Regions from separate parts of the Mus musculus genome. Here region 2 is linked to region 1. A link is a contact called in public HiChIP or PLAC-seq data. All regions are on one chromosome and are shown on one strand. The core of a region is the stretch at or near the end of the contact, and the rest is flanking DNA. Distances in the headings are between cores, read along the strand shown.

Evidence for each region. HiChIP or PLAC-seq counts read pairs in DNA pulled down with a chosen protein or histone mark.
Region 2: a contact with region 1 is called in an H3K27ac HiChIP or PLAC-seq map of embryonic stem cells, with 3 times the contacts expected there. The contact joins the enhancer-like site here to the promoter of Ppp2r1b in region 1. A contact is called at or near these places in 7 of 39 promoter capture datasets (the C10 cell line, the HPC-7 cell line, cranial neural crest and 4 more), 2 of 15 datasets of contacts at CTCF or cohesin (CD8 T cells and large pre-B cells), 16 of 484 Hi-C or Micro-C datasets (the CH12 cell line, the HL-1 cell line, the N1E-115 cell line and 10 more), 30 of 115 datasets of contacts at active chromatin or transcription factors (the 230-238 cell line, the HPC-7 cell line, the SCID.adh cell line and 18 more) and 4 of 9 other capture datasets (adipose tissue, embryonic stem cells, liver and 1 more).

What each region holds. Positions count from the first base shown.
Region 1 is chr9:50,854,828-50,859,185 of GRCm38.p6, reverse strand. Ppp2r1b (protein phosphatase 2, regulatory subunit A, beta) reads right to left here and starts at 2,262. Exons shown (of 15, transcript NM_028614.3): 1 at 2,088-2,262; 2 at 1,260-1,350; 3 at 235-335. The coding sequence starts at 2,201.
Region 2 is chr9:50,984,444-50,988,801 of GRCm38.p6, reverse strand. The region is part of intron 3 of Sik2 (salt inducible kinase 2); the gene reads left to right. Among named protein-coding and RNA genes, the nearest start is that of Sik2, 22 kb to the left of the region's middle. Within about 2 kb of position 1,906, at least 34 of the 459 cell types and tissues checked have an H3K27ac peak or open chromatin away from gene starts, as enhancers often do. A contact at or near this core is called in the HPC-7 cell line, the N1E-115 cell line, embryonic stem cells and 3 more, where this site is marked.

The DNA of each region.
Region 1 (4,358 bases), core at 1,013-3,512:
AAAAGGGGAACCAAATCAAGTTCTTTCCCTCCGCATCTCTGAAATAATAAGTCTATAGAGGCAGAAACAAGCTTACATTCGGCTGGTAAGATCTAAGTCTTGTTAGTATTATTATTGTCATCTGCCCATAAGAAGTCTGCATAAAATGCTGCAATGTGCCTATCACCAGTTAATAAAGGCACTGTTGATCCTACAAAGTTCTAGAAGGAGCATAGACGATAGAAAAGTACTCACCAGCAGACAGTGGGCAAAGTCAGGACCGCCCACCAAACCAGTGAAATTTCCCAGCTGCTCGGCGAGAGCTAACAGCACCTCATCTTCATCATAAATAGTATCTGAAAACAACAACAGCTGGTTACCACAGGGGCAAGGGCCACTGCGCTGGCTCTCACAGAGCGGTTGCAACTAGAATCCTAAAAGCATTTTCATCCCTCTCTAAATCACAAGTCTTTTTTTGTCAGTTTTTTTATTAGATATTTTCTTTATATACATTTCAAATTTCAAATGCTATCCCGAAAGTTCCCTATACCCCCCACCCCCGCCCTGCTCCCCTACCCACCCACTCCCACTTCTTGGCCCTGGCGTTCCCCTGTACTGGGGCATATAAAGTTTGCAAGATCAAGGGGCCTCTCTTCCCAGTGATGGCCGACTAGGCCATCTTCTGCTACATATGCAGCTAGAGACACGAGCTCCGGGGGTACTGGTTAGTTCATATTGTTGTTCCACCTATAGGGCTGCAGACCCCTTCAGCTCCTTGGGTGCTTTCTCTAGCTCCTATATTGGAGCTATATTGGAGCTGTGTTCCATCTTATAGATGACTACCACAAGTCTTCCTGAATGTTTCACACAATTATTAAGAAACTCACATCCTGGAGCTGGAGAGATGGCTCAGTGGTTAAGGGCACTGGCTGCTCTTCCAGAGAAGCAGCGTTCAATGCCCAGCACCCACATGGCAACTTAACAACTGCCTATAACTCCAGTTCCAGGGGATCTGTCACTTTCACATGCAGGCAAAACACCAATGCATATAAAATAAATCATTTACAAAGAAATCCATATTTCACATCAATCACCTTCCCACTAGCTACACGGTTTATGTTTGAGTATGTCTGACTATATGTAGCATTTCTATACACCTTGCAGAAGGCAAGGCTCAGTCTAGTACTTATCGCTACTCTAGGTAACAAACTAAGAAAATTAAATAAAAATAGTTTAAAAGCCAATAGAAATGGAGCGTGTATCTTTCAAGGGACACAAACCTGTAAGGAAAGGCAGCAGTTCCGTTCGAGTCCTTTCTACCCCGAGTGCTAGAGCTATAGTTGATAACTTCTTAATACTGTTGAGACGGAGCTTTAAAAACAAAGTGGGAGGGAGAACAAAGCAAAGAGATGATTGCAATTCTGGTCAAAGAAGCAAATAGGTGAGATACTGGGACACAGTATAATGATGAATGAGCCTTTCACTTAGATCTTAATCCTAGGAAAACTCAAGGACCGTTTAACACGTCATTAGCCAGAAGCTATCTTAGGGAGAACACTGAAGGGCCGGGGAAGAAACGAATGAATGAAAACACGCGGACAATGAGAGGGTCTGAAAAGAGAGAACTCTGGATGGAGAGAAGTGGGTGAAAGAAACGGTTAAGCACAACTCCTCCCTTTTCAGGGAAAAGTTCTATCACAACTGATGCACCACTCATCTGGGTTAATCAGCCGCCGCGCTCTTTCCACCCAACCAGCCCAGCTAGTTTGCCCGGGGACGGACACTCCGCATCACTTCAAAGGGAACGGGGGCCGGGGGCCGCTCCTCCGCTCCCGGCGGCCCCGCAGCCCGCCTGCGCTGGTCCACCCGAGGTGCGAACCGGTTCCCCGCCCACTGCCGGGAGCAGATGGACGCCACCACCCCAGAGGGTCGGAGGAGGGCAGCGGAGCTGAGACGGACCACCGCGCACCCGCCGCCCCACGCCTCCGTCCCGGGGCTGAATACGACTCTGCCACCCCGGGGGTCGCCCCCAGGGCTGAGCCGGCCTTTCCGCTTCCCTACCATGTGCGCTTCCGCCCTCGCCTCGGCTCCCCAGCCCAGCCTAGTACCTGCACGTCCTCATTGCGGAGCTCGTCGATTAAAACCGCGATCGGGTAGAGCGAATCGTCTCCATCTCCACCCGCTGCCCCCGGACCGGACCCTGGCCCTGCTGCGCCCGCCATGTTCTTCCTCCTCTGGCTGGTCGCCGCCGAAGGCCCCGTGCCCAGACCACGCCCCGCGCTCAGGCCACGCCCCGCGCTCAGGCCACGCCCCACACACAAACAGGCGGGGCTAAATCCAATCAGCCGGCTCCGAGGAACTGATGGAATCAAGTTTTTTCCCTGCGCGTGGAGGCTCCGGCCTGACCCCCATTGCTGGAACTGGAGGTCTGAACTCCAGAAGAAGGGCGGGCCGAAAAAACCAATGGAACCCCTGCATCCTTTCCCCAGCCGAAAGAAACAAGGGCAGGGATTCATCGTCTCCTTGCTGTGCTCTGAAGGAGACGGGCCTTAATGATGGATGCCGAGCCTCAAGTAGAACTCAGAGACAGGCCAGGAGGAAGAAGCTTTAACACCTCCCCCTCCACCCCAACCTCCACCCCCACCCCCAGGCTTCATGCTGGCCCTGAGCCACTGGGTCTTGGTCTTAATTTCCCCTTGGGCGACAAGCCTCTACACGCGCGCGCGCGCGCACACACACACACACACACACACACACACACACACACACACCTTCCTCTGGCCTGTTTGCCAAAATCGTGGCTGGCTCCTGCTCCTTAAGACAAATAATGAGGGCGGTGAGAGAAAATGAACAGTGCTGTCCAAACTCCCCAGTCAATATTTTTTCCACGCAAGCTGTTCAAAACATGCTGCTCTCTTGTTTTTGTGTTTCTTTTCAGTGTGGTACTGGAATGGCGCCTTCTGTTGTATTGTCTTCTCTTTTTTTTTCCTTCTTTACCAAGAAGCACAACAACCTAACATAACTGGGCCCAGTTTTACTCACCCCAGTTCGGTGCGGGTGTAAACTGGCCTCCCTAGACCTCCAGGAGTCCCCCTAAAGGACTCCAGGAGGAGGTGGGCCTGGGCCTTTTTACACAGAACTTAATGGAAAATGTTCCACTTGCCCTATGGAATGGCACAAAGTAACTATCTCTCCTTTCGACTTAGATATAAGCAACTTAGATTGGTAGCTCTGTCACAAGTTCTCAGATGACACTATTTTGTGCCTTAAGGAAATTGTCATTAATAAATGCAACTTAGGAGGTAAGTTTTTTTTTTTTTCTTTTTAAAGCATGGGATGCCTACTAGGAGATAGCCTTTCATAGTCAAAGCTTGAGAACCAACAGACTTCAGTTTGCGGTTTTTGTTTTTTCAACTTCTGTCCACGAATGAATGCTTGAAGACTCTCGTTTTATTTTGATAATTTTTAGATTCACTTACTTAAGGCATGGTCTGGACTGCTGGGGTGGCTATCTTTTTTAATTACAAAAACTGTGTATATGTGTGGTATGTACACACATGAGCCACTGAACAAGTGTAGTCAGAGGACAGCTTGCGGAGTGGGTTATCTACTTCTACCAAGTGGGTTCCAGTAACTGAACTCTGGTTGTCAGGTTTGGTGACACATGCCTTTATCCACTGAGCCATCTAGCTGGCCCCCAGGGACTACCTGAATCAGCCCTGCACAGGATTTCAGCACCCGTATTTGCGTGAGTTTCAGCACAGCTTTCATTGTTCTGGGCTCCTAAGAAATGAACAGAGGTGGAAGCTAAATGAAAAATATGTTTTTATGCACAAAATGGAAGACAGAGGGTACCATGCAATTACAGTCTCAATGGCTCTAAACAAGGTAAAAAAAAAAAAAAAAAAAAAAAGGGGGAGAAACTGGAGGCATGAGCAGAGCAAAGCCTAGAGAAGCTGAGCTTGGGCCAGCAAGCCCAGACTCCCAAAGCGTGGCTTGGCTTTAGTGTCAGACACATTTGTCATACTAAATTACAAAAATATCAACATTATTGATTTTAATAATATTGGCCTTGTGGCTTCATGTATATTTAACTTGTAAATCTGGTTTTGTAGCTGTATAAAGACTAGTTTTAAGAGAACATAATGTTGGTTTATATTTGAAAATTTAAGTAACATTTAATAATTTGACTGAGTTCTCGGGATTTTTTTTTTTTTTTGTCTTTAAAAATGGATCCAGCCATGTTTAAGGGTTCATGCCTTTAACCCCAGCACGAGGAAGACAGAGAGGCAGGTGGGGGCTTTGTGAACTTGAAACCCGCCTGCTCTACATAGTGAGCTCCAGGTCACCCAAGGCTACAGACCTTGGAGTAAGACCCT
Region 2 (4,358 bases), core at 657-3,156, 130 kb before region 1:
AACTGGTGGTTTCTTATAAAGTTAAGCATGCCTTTTTCCAATCATGAAAAAGCTCTGTTCCTAGAGGCTTAACCAGGAAAAGAACAAGTGTTCTTACAAGTGACTTGTCCAGGAATGTTCATAGCAACCCTTTTTATAATGTCAAAGGAAGAGAAATCAAGATGTCCACCAGTGGGATAATGTATCCAAAAGTCTGTATATTATGTATGCAAAGGAAGATGGTTCTGAAGGCAGGAGGAGTGCTCTTTATAAGCCTACAATACCACATAAATAAACCTTACAGATACTGCTGAGCAAGAGTCTGAACACGAGTACAGTTTGAAGAAGGTGTGGTGGCACACACCTATAATTGCAGCACTCAGGAGGCAGAAGCAGATGGATCTCTTGAGTTTGAGATGAGCCTAGTCTACACAGTGAGTTCCAGGACAGTTAGGCTTAAGTCTCAAAAAATAAAACCGAAGTACACAATGTATCTTTTCATCTGCGTTCCAACAGGCGGCAACCATGGATGGTTATAGAACTTGGCAAGTATTTGTCATTAGAGACAGGAGAATATAAAAGCCCTTATATCACCTCTTAAGTACAATGAAAATCTCAGAGCTAGATCTATTTATCTGTCACAAGACCTTTCTGATGCTCCTTTTCGTTCTCAAAATAGAACATACAAATTTCAGATTTGTGCTAATGTTGATCTGGAAACCCTTTGTTCTCTATGTCTTTCAAGCCTTCCCTCCTTTCCTTCCTTCCTCCATCCCTCCTTTATTACTTCTTTCAAACTAATTGAAATTCTATCTAGTCAAAAGTGGTTCTTAATTAATTCTATCTATATTGATTTCCTTATAGGAAAATATTCTAAGTTATTCTGTACAACTTATATTGATAATGTATCTACAAAACTAGTTTTCATTATTATTAGTCTTAATATCTTTTTGTTGCTATTGTATTTTGTTATTGTTATATCTGGGTTTGTGTATATAGTGTATGTATCTGTACAAGTAGAGACCAGAAACTAATATTGGGTATTTATTTATTTATTTTTATTTATTTATTTATTTATTTAATCTTTTGGGTTCATTTATTACTGGAAATGTGCTGAAGAGAGTAAGAAATTTTTTCTTTTGTAGTAAGCACTAGAAAATATATACAGAGATTAATTTTAACACAGCTTCATTTCTGCTTTTTTTTGTCTAGGTGAAGAATTAATTTAAAAGTGGGTAGTGAATGCTATTTTTCTTTAATCCAAGTATTATATGAATTATGACACACTCATTTTTATACTCAGATTTTGTTATCTTAATTTAATTTTTTGAAAGAGTTTATTTCACCTTACATCTTACAGTATGAGTATCTTTTTATATGACTCTACACCATATTTTTCTTTTCAAGACAGAGTCTCTTACTGAGCCTAGAAGTCACTCTGAGCTACACTGACTAGCCAGTTGAGTGCTGGGAATCCTGCCTGTCATCATCTCTGCACAGGGATTGCAGATCAATGAGTTTACCATGCATACCTATTATGTGGCTGTTGGGGGTCCTCAGGCTAGAACAGAAAGTACTTGACTCACTGAGCCATCTCTGCACTGTTTGCTTGCTTTGTGACAAGGTCTCTTGTAGCTTAGAGCTTTATGTAGCTCAAGATTACCTTGAATTTCTGGTCTTTGTGCCTTCACCTCCTAAGTGCTTGGGATCAAACCAGGACTTCTTGCCTGGCATGCAAGCATCCTACCAGCTGAGCTATCTCTAGCATTTCATGTCTACCTTTTTTTCTCTCTAACAGATTGTAAAAGTACTGGTTAGGATTTAGCAAAATACAAACCATTTTATAAATGCCTGTTGAGTGAACAATGTAATAGTCTACTTTGGCCTTTGTAGGACTTATTTACTCAGGGAAGCCCAGGAGAGAATGCTGCCAGTTAAGTAGTCTCAGGCACTTCTTTGTCCTGCTTTTGAAAGGAGTGTTTACTCTTGGGGAGATAAACATGAATGAGGAAATACCAACTGAATCAAGGGAGAAACTGGTTTCCTCTAGAATCCTAAGCAGTTTTTTGGTATTTAATGATAGTTCTACCTTATATTTAACTTTACTCTGTCTCCTATTCCTCCCTTAAAATATCCTTTTCAGGTATCATGGTAAATGAGCACATGTACATTTAACCCTGGTAACTTTATTTTCTAGATCTTAAAATACCTAAAAGATACCATTTTCTCTGGAGCCTATGATGTGCAATAGCAAATGAATATGCTTTAAAAGATGTCGGCTTTTTCCTTTGGACTTATAGGTGTGATTAATGAAAGTTATTCAAGTGATTCAACATTCTTTAGAACTATTTCTTACTTATCCGTGTGGTCACGTGCAGTAAATGGTGCAAAAATCATAGAGCGGTTGCCTCGGCAGACAACTTGGGTTCTGTTCAAACAATTAAACCGGCAGTCAGCAGATTCCGGCCTGGTAATTAAATTACCCATAGCCTTTGTTTTCAGATTTCTACCCCTTGATATGCTGTGTCTTTTCAGGCTGAATTTGTGCCTGGGGTTTATTGATTCATTTCCTGTCTTTCCCTTTCAATGGTAACATACTGAGATGCCAGCTGTGATCATTGAAAAGGGCTTTGTTTAAATCAAAATACCTTTAGACCATTCCTCGGAGAACCAGAGACGTCTTCATGGCTGTAGATTACTATCTTAATAGTCTAAAGATAAGGTTAGATTAGGACCCCATTTGCTTTCAATTTTTGCTTTCGGAATTGGTACTCACTTCACATAACTACTTTGACTCTAATTTAAATTTTAGGTTTTTAAAAATTTCCTAATTAAGGTCCCAGGGGACTATTACTTAAATTTACCTCCATCTCTAGTTTTTCCACCATCGCTTTAGTTTAGACTTTCATCATTTCTCATTTTAGTTACTTCATCTCTGTTTCCCAATTAGTCCCTCATAGGGTCCAGTATGACTGTCAAAATGATCCCTCAATCATAGCCAGTCTCTTCTGTCATTTTTCTACTTAGACTATGTACCTTCCAGTAAATTCAGTATCAAAAAAAAAAAATTAGTGTGATAATTGCCCGTTCCTATCTTCCTTTCCAGTCCTATTCTAGGCATGTGACTTTTGAATTTTATTGGCTGAGCACATAGATCTGTGGGTAAATGTTATTTTCACACATTTGATTATGGTAGATGCCAGTGTGGAAAAGTTGAAGGGGTGTGCAAATGGTGAGATAAAACTTAACTATCCTTAGAAAATTTAGGATTTTAATATTTATTAGAGATGTGAAATAATGTTATCTTTGAAGATATCAGATCTAATTGAATTATATGTAAATTTAGCCAGTCTTTAGAAAAACTAGGAACTCCATAAACTCCAGCATGGAGCCTGATTGAGGGGTCACTGACCTTTCCTCTGGCTTTTATTTAAATTGGGCAAATATTTAAAATGCCCAGAGAAAGGTCTTGTGTTCTAATTCTAGTTCCGCCTTTAACTGCTGATGTAGACATCCATGGGCAGGCCACATAAAGTTTGTAGACCTGTCTTCCTTACCATATCAGCAAGCAAAAATCTGAGCTGTTTGAGTTTCCCAAGTGCTGTAGTTGTAGTTGGTACTGGGCTGGAGATTTAAAAAAAAAAAAAAAAAAAAAAAAAAGCAATGACAACAAAATCCAAAAAACAGGGATGGCTTGACATTGCATTAGAGGAGTTTATGCAGCCAGCCTTTAGTTATGGCTAGAGACTGACCTTTGCTGTGTGGGTGGTGAGCTGATCTCCTGTCCAGCATCCCTAGTTCAGCCACAGTGAGCTAAGAAAAACACTGGCCTTGCACTTGGTTGCATCCATATCAGCCAGATCCCATGGATGTGAAGACACTGACAATCTGTTTTTACTTGTTTCCACGTTGGTTTTTGGATGGATTTCCGTTAAGTGAATTACTGTGTTAAGTAATTTGAATCTGATTGTATTAATGGGGCTCAGGGAATATTTGTAAAGAGAGAACCAGATGAAGAAAGAGAAGCTTTGTATCTGCTAAGAAGGATGGATTACTGCTAAGGATGAAATGAGAAGCAGTAGTCTACCTAGGGGGTAACCTCATTATCCGTTCAGCAAATACCTTTACTGCTTCCACAAAAGAGTTTGCTAAGATTGCTAAAAATGTTGTTTTCCTAAAAAATAAGATGCCTTTGCTTTATATTCTTAATGAATAGTCTGATTCGCAGTTTCTCCATTGCCCGTGTTTTAAAAATTATACCTTATTGAGTTCAAGTGATACATTATTTATTGTGGACAAGGTCTAGGTTAGGCAGTGTTCTAGGTTCTGAGGCTTCATTGGTGAATCAGTGAGTTAATGAAGGTTCTTATGAGTTAGTT